Regions from separate parts of the Mus musculus genome. Here region 2 is linked to region 1. The links are chromatin contacts, called in public Hi-C maps. All regions are on one chromosome and are shown on one strand. The core of a region is the stretch at or near the end of the contact, and the rest is flanking DNA. Distances in the headings are between cores, read along the strand shown. Region 1 overlaps Srgap2 (SLIT-ROBO Rho GTPase activating protein 2). Region 2 overlaps Srgap2 (SLIT-ROBO Rho GTPase activating protein 2).

Region 1 (4,138 bases), core at 652-3,151:
TAGAGATCACTGACAAAGCATGCATCAGCAGCTTTGCTGCTCCTTAAAGAAACAGGATTGGAGACATTTTTTTTTCTCTAATTCTTCCATTCTAGGCCAGGGTGACTTTAAAAAATAATAGTTCATTCTTTTGCCCAGTATGTGATACAGCTGATTCATGGCTTGGCCAGAAAAGGGGCCAGAATTTCCCATTCTGGCTTAGAGATGAGATGTCAAGTTATTCTTGCATCCTGCTAACAGGCATTCTGCCTCATTGTGGGATATTTGTAGGCAGAAGAAAGGAGCTGCCTGGAAGTCCTTTAAATGGGGCCAAAGTTCAGGTAGCATTTTAATGGAAGCTCTGGAATTAGCTACACTGGTGTTCTCGGACTGCAGATATGGCAGATGGCAGCTGCTCTTGGATGCACTAGGACTTGGTGCCTGTTTCAACTCTTGGTGCACCCAGAGGTTTGAGGGCACTGGATGCACAACTGGTGACATCAGGGCCAGAAACAGAAATTTCATTCTTGGCAGTAACCCATCTGGCCAACAAGCTTTCTCCATTATGTCTACTTCTAAAAGCCATAGTGAAATCAGCTCCAAATCTTGAACAAGCCTCTCAGATGAAGAAGAGATCAAATCAGTTGGAATCTTAAATACCAAAGGGGAAAAAGGTCAATTTCCAGTCTCCTCCATTTAAAGAGAAGTTTTATTTTTTTTTGAGTAAGAGAGTGGTTTACAAATATATGAATATACTCAGTCTTTGCTGAGGATAACAGAGCCAAATTCTATCCATATGTCTCTTCTGGTAAGAGCTAAAGGACACTTGATAATAAAGTGACAGGCACTTCCTCCACATGGGTCCTATCCTTCACTTCCTAGCCTTCTGCCTGTCATCCGTCATCCAGGAGATCGGATTACCTCATACCATAGCCTCACCTTTATCTATAGACTCTACGTCAGCTGTTCCTTCACAGAAGATAGAGTTGGTTAATTGGGGATGGGGGTACAGGGGATCTCACACCTAGTGGGATACAATGATGGCTATTTAAAGATATCAAGTTCCTCCTGTCAGATCTCATGCCCTCTGGGGCTCTCTAACTTGAGCTTATGAACTTGCTCCCAAATTCACATAAACTCTTTCCCATTGGCTCAAAGCTCTCGTGCATGACCCAGATTTATAAACATACATGCTGCCAGCAGCAGCAAGTTAGCTTCTTGGCCCACTTCTCTCCTGCTTTTTAACTCTAGTGTATGAAGTGGGAGGAGGGAAGAGCCAGAGAGGTGACCACTTGGACCTTTGGCAGGAACTTCACTGTGCCAAAGTGTTGGGTTTCTGAACCAAGGGCTTCTTGAAACACTCTTGTCTAGCCTCCTCAGAATTCCCTGAATCAGCAGCTGCTGCTAGACCTACCCTGCCAACCACCTGCCTGCCTTTGAGTTACAAAGAGAGAAACAGTCTTTCCAAATAGATTCTCCTCCCCTTTCACATATCCTTTGGTCTAGAAGTTCACATGCATACTTTTTTTTTTTTTTTTTTTGCTCATAGAAACTGCAAGCCTTCCAGTAGTTGGGATGCAATACAATGTAAATTGTTTTGAGCAGTAGTGAGAACTCTGGAGTCCTCAAAAGATATATGTCCTCTTCCTGACCTTCTGTTGCTTTTTCTGACAGGCCTCTCAACTCTGTGCCCAGCAGCCTGTCCAGAGTGAGCTGGTGCAGAGATGCCAACAGCTGCAGTCTCGCTTATCCACTTTGAAGATTGAGAATGAAGAGGTGTGTTTCCTTCCTAGGAAGCTCGGAGCCACTGTTTCCTTGTTGAACTACTTATGGCTGTCCATCAGGGGCAAGTAGAAGGAGCATGCAGAGAATGTCCAGGCTATTGCAGAGATTTCCTGGCCAAATAGAGGCTAGCGCTTTCCCTGCTGCTACATCCTGCCCTTGAAATTCAGGAAGTTGTTCGTACATTGCCAAAGGTTGTGCTCTATTTTAGGCTTTTACAAAATGCCCCTCCCCACTACACATTTAATCAAAGTGGCACTTGGCCACTGTGGGAACAATATCAAGTCTCTGAAATGACCCACTCATGACTGGCTTTTTCCAGCATTTTCAAAAAGAAACCTTTTGACTTTGACACTTCAGACATCTCTCTCCTCTTACAGGAGGGTGACTTTTTTTTTTCTAAACACAGAATATTTTCTTTTAATATCCAGTTTAAAAAGGCAATTTTTAAAAGTTTAAAAACAATCCAGTTTAAAAAGGTAATCCAGGTTTCCATTGAGCTCAGATGGCTTTTTCTTGTATTTTAGTAAGTCTTAATTTTACTAAGAAGTAGGGTTGGGTCACTTAGTTTGCAAATAGGAAAGCAAACCCATTCATTGATTGAAGGTCACGAAACAGTGCCAGGAACATTGAAGGACAGGATCTATCACATATTTTCATCAGCTCCAGTATGTTGGAAATACTGTTTTGCAATTATGTTATTCTGTTTCCCTTTGCACTTTCATTATAATAAAGAAATAGGTTAAAAACACTGGTTGCTCTTGCAGAGGACGCAGGCTTGGCTTCAGCACCTGCATGGTGGCTCACAGCCATCCCTACCTTTAATTCCAGCAACTCCAACCCCCTCTTCTGGCCTCCACAGGAACCAGGCATCACATGACACACTCACATGCAGGCAAAACATCTACACATACGATAAGTCTCTTTGAAGAAAGTAAACATTACATAAAAGGTACACAGCAGAGAAAGAGTGGAGTTTAGGTGTTTGCTGGAGAGAGCAGTGAGCTGAAACTGGGTTCCTGTGATGTTCATCACTCAATCACTCAGTACTGTTCAGTGAGAAGTGCAGCTGTGATCTGCTGGCATCCTTCCTTCCTACCCCTCTCTTGGGAAGAGAGACATTCCTCCTCTCAAGCTCCTCCTAGTTGCTCTATCACCTGCCATTTTAAAGCCTGCTTCTCATGATTATTTTGGCCATTATGGTTATAGGTGAAAAAGACAATGGAGGCCACCCTGCAGACCATTCAAGACATTGTGACTGTTGAGGATTTTGATGTATCTGACTGCTTCCAGTATAGCAATTCCATGGAGTCTGTCAAATCAACTGTCTCTGAAACATTCATGAGCAAGCCCAGCATTGCTAAGAGGAGAGCGAACCAGCAAGAGACGGAACAGTTTTATTTCACGGTAAGGGCACTCTTTGGCCTTATAAGAACATCAGTAGACACTGACGCCCACAGGAGCTTTGGAATCAAGAGTTTTTGCCAACTGTCTGAAAAGCAAGCTTTAAATGCACAAGATTTGAGCCTGGCATACTTGGACACCACCTTGACACTTAAAGCAAAAACATCTACAAGTTCTATGTGTCTTCTGGGGCCCTCAAAGAAAGGGATGCTCCTAAAGAAATCACTTAGAAAAAAATCAGGGAAACTTTTAACCAGCTAGTATAGAAGCCCTCTCACTCACAAGAGATCATGGCAAGGGAATTAAGTTTATTGGTTTTTGAGAACTATATTCAAATATCTTTGCCAATATGTATATTGTTTTAAGAAATTTAAAGTCTCTCCTAAGTGATTTGAATACATTATCATATAAGTTCCATTATTAGGAAGTTATTTTTTCTAATTATTGGTGAAAGTTAAAGAGACTTAAATGAGCAACTTGGTGGGTTTGTAGAGAATTCTAGAGCAGTATATTTTATTCATTTCTCTCAGATCTCCTTTTAGATGAGTAGATGTGTATCTATGTGTGTCTGTGTGTACAAAAGTTAATAGTTTTTGTTTGTTTGTGTTTGTTTGTTTGGTTTGGTTTGGTTTTTCAAGACAGGGTTTCTCTGTGTAGCCCTGGCTGTCCTGGAACTCACTCTGTAGACCAGGCTGGCTTTGAACTCAGAAATCCACCTGCTTCTGCCTCCCGAATGCTGGGATTAAAGGCGTGTGCCACCACGCCTAGCTAGTTAATAGTTTTTAAAAAGCTGTTAGCTGATCTTTTGTTTAATAATTAAATTGTTTTGAACTTGCCAAGTCTGACTTTTGCCTGTACCAAAATTTATTTCCTTATCTTATGATGACCAAGAAAAGAAAAACTGACTTTTCAGTTGTAAGATACCACATGGCCATTGACAATCCACACTGAGCAAATGAAAGGACGTCAATTG
Region 2 (4,366 bases), core at 1,734-4,233, 160 kb before region 1:
CTAAGTGTTGGTTTGGGCCTCAGTATATGATGGCCAAATGATAACTAGCCAGTCAACCAAGTCCAGCATGTTGGGGAACCTATTGGCTTCTGTTCATGCTTGAAGAGTGACTATGCCAATGCTATGCTAGTTAATTAACAACATGAGCACATCCCAGTAACACTGTTTGCATTCATCTGTTTATATCTCTTTGTCAATTGCTAGGCTGTGAGCTCCTTGAGAACAGAGACTGTTTTTGCTTATTTTGTTTTTCTAATATTCAGTGCAGTGTTTGGCATATGGTAAATGTTTATTGGGTGAATGAATGAAAGGATAAATAAATGAATATATAATCATCTGGTAACTTCATAGACACCTTCTCAACTGTGAGGGAGAAACCCATGCTTATTCACAGGTAGGTTGTGGCTCCTGGCCTGGCCTAATATGATAGTGGTGAGAACTGACTCAGTGTCTATTCTTTTCTTAGAATACCTGGCCCCTCTATCTCTCTCTTCCCTCTTTGCTTTCCTTTCAAAACTTGAAACTTACTTAATTTTGCTCTAGATGACATACACTTCTTTTGTGTATGTGCACATGTGTTGTGGATGCACATGTATGCATGCATGTAACCTACTTTTTGATACACTTTCTTGTTGGTCTGGGCCTTACTTGCTAGACTAGGCTACCTGGCTTGTAAACATCTAGAATCCACCCATATCTGTCTCCTTAGCAGCAAGGTTACAAGCCCCGGGCCACTATGCCAGACCTTTTTTCTTTGCTTTGGGTTCAGCCTCTGGTCCTTATCCTTGTGCAGCAAGTGCTTTACCAGCTGTACTATCTACCCCGTCTCCCACTTCTTTTTTCCAAGTGCTTTCCCTTTTCCTTACCTCCAGGCAATCTTTTTAAACCCCTGTTGATTCTGTACATTTCTGTTCATGAGTTAAAACCAAATCAAACCCCTGCTCCAGGGTACCTTTGCTGTGGCAGATGAACTTGAAAAGCTCCAGTGAGGGGCCTGCAAAGACGGAGGCCTGACCACAAGTCCTAGAATGTGATGAAAGTGACAAAGCAGGAGTACTATCAACCTTGAAATCACCTAAAAGTGCTCCTGATCATGAAATCTGAGTTGACGCCCTCATCTCCCTTAAATGAAATTCCTTAGACTTCATTTTTAAGAAAACAAAGCAGGGGCTGGAGAGCTAGCTTAGTGGATAAAAGTGCTTACTGTTCTTCCAAGGGACCCAAGTTTGGTTCCCACGTTCTGTTCGGACCCAAGTCTAGCACTCAGACAACTCACAGGTGCCTGTAACTCCAGCTCAGGCGATTCAACACCTCTGGTCTCTGAGAGTACATGCACTCACATGCCCTTGCTCACACACAGACACATATATGTCCAATTTAAAATACAACTAATCTTTAAAAAATAAGCAGATAAAACCTTCTATATTTCTTTTTTTTGGTCTTTAGTAATGCAGAGAAAGTGGGATTTAGAGTTAAGAAGGCCAACATTATAGGCCATTCAGTAGCTTTGCTATACTGAAACTTTTCCAGGTTTTCTGTGCTTCTGTCTCTTTTGAACATATGACTAATATATGATGGAATAGCCACCAATCCATAGTGTCCTTGTTAAGTTTATATATGAAAAATTCTTTGTGGCTAACTAAAGACCATCTACATGCCAGATATTTTTCATATTACATCAGTTTTCTGTGTTGTGTTTGATTTGCATATACTTGATGCGTTTCAGTTGCAGTATGGTCTTAGGAGTTGCCATCTTAAGAACTGAAAGGAAACACATAGCATACTTTTCATGGCAAAGTGTGTTTGAACTCCATCAAATTGACAAATAATGTTGTTATGCAGTGTACCCTATTGGTAAATTAATTGAGGTTGTCTTCAAATTTGGTGCAGATGGAAAGATTTATTTCGTACTTCATTTGTTCCTGTCCCTGGTGTTTCGCAATGTTGGGCACTTAAAGGGTGATTATGGTATTCTGTTGGTAGTTCAAGAGTTGATAGTTTTAAGCATGACCTATAATCATTTGTATTTAGTAATAAATCAAAATACCTTGAGAATATCAAACCCATTGATTTTAGAAATGAGAATGGGAACTCAGATGTCCTTCTTACAGGTCAATTTTGGTGTTGTACTACTTTTTTTCCTCTAAGTTTGATAAATTCAGGCTTGTAAAATCAAATTTGATTGTAAAATACTATATAAAGGAAAGGCACATGTCTTCTGGGTGGCTTCCTAGCAGGGTACATTTTTTTCAGAACCTTTCCCCTCCCCCCTTTTCAAGATGACATTTTCGACTAAGTAAGAAACCATTTCCAAATTCTTTCTTGGGGGAGAAAGCTATCTCAGAAAAATATATGAAGAGGGAAAACCAGGAAGGATAGAATGTTTATAGTCACTTTTACTTCCTGGAGATGCTCCTGGTTTTGAGACAGATTCTCTCAGAGGATCCCAGGCATACCTTGGTACTCACTGTATAGCTTAGGATAAAAGGTAGGCTCCTCCTGCCTGTACTTCCCACTGTTAAGATTCAAATAGGTATTTGTTAGTGTTGACTGTAAAACATTTTTCTACAGGGAGCATTCACATTCCCAGAGTCAAGTAAGTGTTTGTAGAGCAACAGGATACAACCACAGAGGCAGCTTGTCACATATCCTCTCCACAGAGTTTAAAGAAAAATGTGAACTACTTTGTTAGCTAGCAGCCAGTGGGCTTGAGTACTTTAGGATAGATTTTTCATTTTTGTTCCTCTCTGGGCAGCTTCTTTCATTTCTGCAGGGATTATGTAATGTTGGAGTCACCCCATATCGAATGTATTCTTGGCTTGATTTGGTTTCACTGTTCTTAGGTTCCCTTTGTCTTATCTTCCAGGCTTGTCACTCTGAATGCTTAAATCATTAACAATTCATTTAAAGTCTTAGCTCTTTCCATTTTCTACCACCCTACAACCTGGGTGTGGTGGGAACCTGTACAGGCCTGCCTGGCTGGGCCACACCTGAGCTCCTTAGTATTTTGGTTGTCAAAAGGTCTTGGACTAAGCAGATTGATTGGCATGGAGAACAAGCTACTGAAAGAAAGCCCTTGTGAGGAGAGGACCACAGGATAGAGGACCATGGCCCAGAGTCAGTCTCCTGGACCTGAAGATCTGACCCTTAGCACCTAAGCTGTCTTTCCATGGAGCAGCCTTTGTTCTCTCTGCCTCTGTTTTTGTACTTGTGTTTTTCTTCTTTTAGACAATCAAAAGCACTCTTATTTCTGTCATTACATTTATTTGTTGTAGAGACAAGAATGTAAGTCCTTTCCTCCCATGGTGCTAGGATTGAACCTCAGGACCTTTACATACTAGACAGATATCTACACTGAGCTGCAGACCTGCAGGAAGTAAAGTTTTGATAGAATGACACGATGTATCACTTGCTGGGCTGTGCAGTAACAAAGATGTTCTAGTGGTCTCTGTGAAACAATAGGAACATGTAATGAGAAATGCATTCATTGGCTGATTTTTGTCATAGTGTGACTGTGGTGGACAAACCTAGATGTAGGTGTAGGTTAATTATTCACTTCTTGATGCTAAGTAAGAGGTGTGGTAAACACATAGATGTATGCATCTGCTGCTACTAGTGATACAACATGCTGTTTTACAAGAAGTTTATTTTTACATAAATAATATATTCTAACATAAAAGTATAGCTTAGAAGATGACAAGCAAAATAATTGTTGTCATTATCAAGTATTATATATGTGGATAATTATATGTGCTGTACTTTTATATGGATATGATTGGCGATGCAGTGGGTTTGTTGACACAGCATCACCACAAACATGTGAGTAAAGTGTTAAGCTATGTGGTAATACAAAGGCCACAATATCATTAGGAGACATAAATAGTTGAGCTCCAGTATAATAGACATATATAGTCCATTGTGGTCCAAACTGTGGTTATAAGGCATATAACTATTAGATGTGTGTGTACATACATGTGTATGAGCACAAATCCATCCATCTTTTATTCCAGAGATAGTTTTAATCTGCATCTAATCTTCCTCCTCTTCCCCCCCCCCCCCCCAGATAGGGTTTCTCTTGTAGCCTTGGCTGTCCTGTAACTCACTCCATAGACCATGTTGTCCTCAAACTCAAGAGATCCTCCTGTTCCTGTTGGCTCCTGTTGGGATTAAAGCCACCACCTCCTTCTTCTTTTTAACACAGGTTTGATCTTTACAAATACACATTATCATTAGTATGTGACATCTTAGTGTCTTTTAATAGAGAACTTCAAGTACCAGTGTTTTTATATACTGAGTTGTTTTGTTCTTGAGACAGGGTCTCACTCTGTAGCCCTGGCTGGCCTAAAACTTGCCATTTAGACCAAGT

The links. Hi-C and Micro-C count contacts between places; a contact is called where the count stands out from the background.
Region 2: a contact with region 1 is called in a Hi-C map of bone marrow-derived macrophages, with 21 read pairs. The contact joins two enhancer-like sites. A contact is called at or near these places in 8 of 39 promoter capture datasets (the C10 cell line, the HPC-7 cell line, cranial neural crest and 5 more), 3 of 484 Hi-C or Micro-C datasets (bone marrow-derived macrophages, cerebellum and myocytes), 3 of 115 datasets of contacts at active chromatin or transcription factors (embryonic basal ganglia, epiblast stem cells and microglia) and 3 of 9 other capture datasets (adipose tissue, liver and pancreatic islet).

What each region holds. Positions count from the first base shown.
Region 1 is chr1:131,343,379-131,347,516 of GRCm38.p6, reverse strand. It overlaps Srgap2 (SLIT-ROBO Rho GTPase activating protein 2), which reads left to right. Exons shown (of 23, transcript NM_001081011.2): 9 at 1,654-1,755; 10 at 2,971-3,168. All of the region lies in intron 1 of Gm51644 (a long non-coding RNA gene), which reads right to left. Among named protein-coding and RNA genes, the nearest start is that of Ikbke, 66 kb to the right of the region's middle. Within about 2 kb of position 1,901, at least 21 of the 459 cell types and tissues checked have an H3K27ac peak or open chromatin away from gene starts, as enhancers often do. A contact at or near this core is called in bone marrow-derived macrophages, where this site is marked.
Region 2 is chr1:131,500,193-131,504,558 of GRCm38.p6, reverse strand. The region is part of intron 2 of Srgap2 (SLIT-ROBO Rho GTPase activating protein 2); the gene reads left to right. Among named protein-coding and RNA genes, the nearest start is that of Srgap2, 25 kb to the left of the region's middle. Within about 2 kb of position 2,983, at least 20 of the 459 cell types and tissues checked have an H3K27ac peak or open chromatin away from gene starts, as enhancers often do. A contact at or near this core is called in bone marrow-derived macrophages, where this site is marked.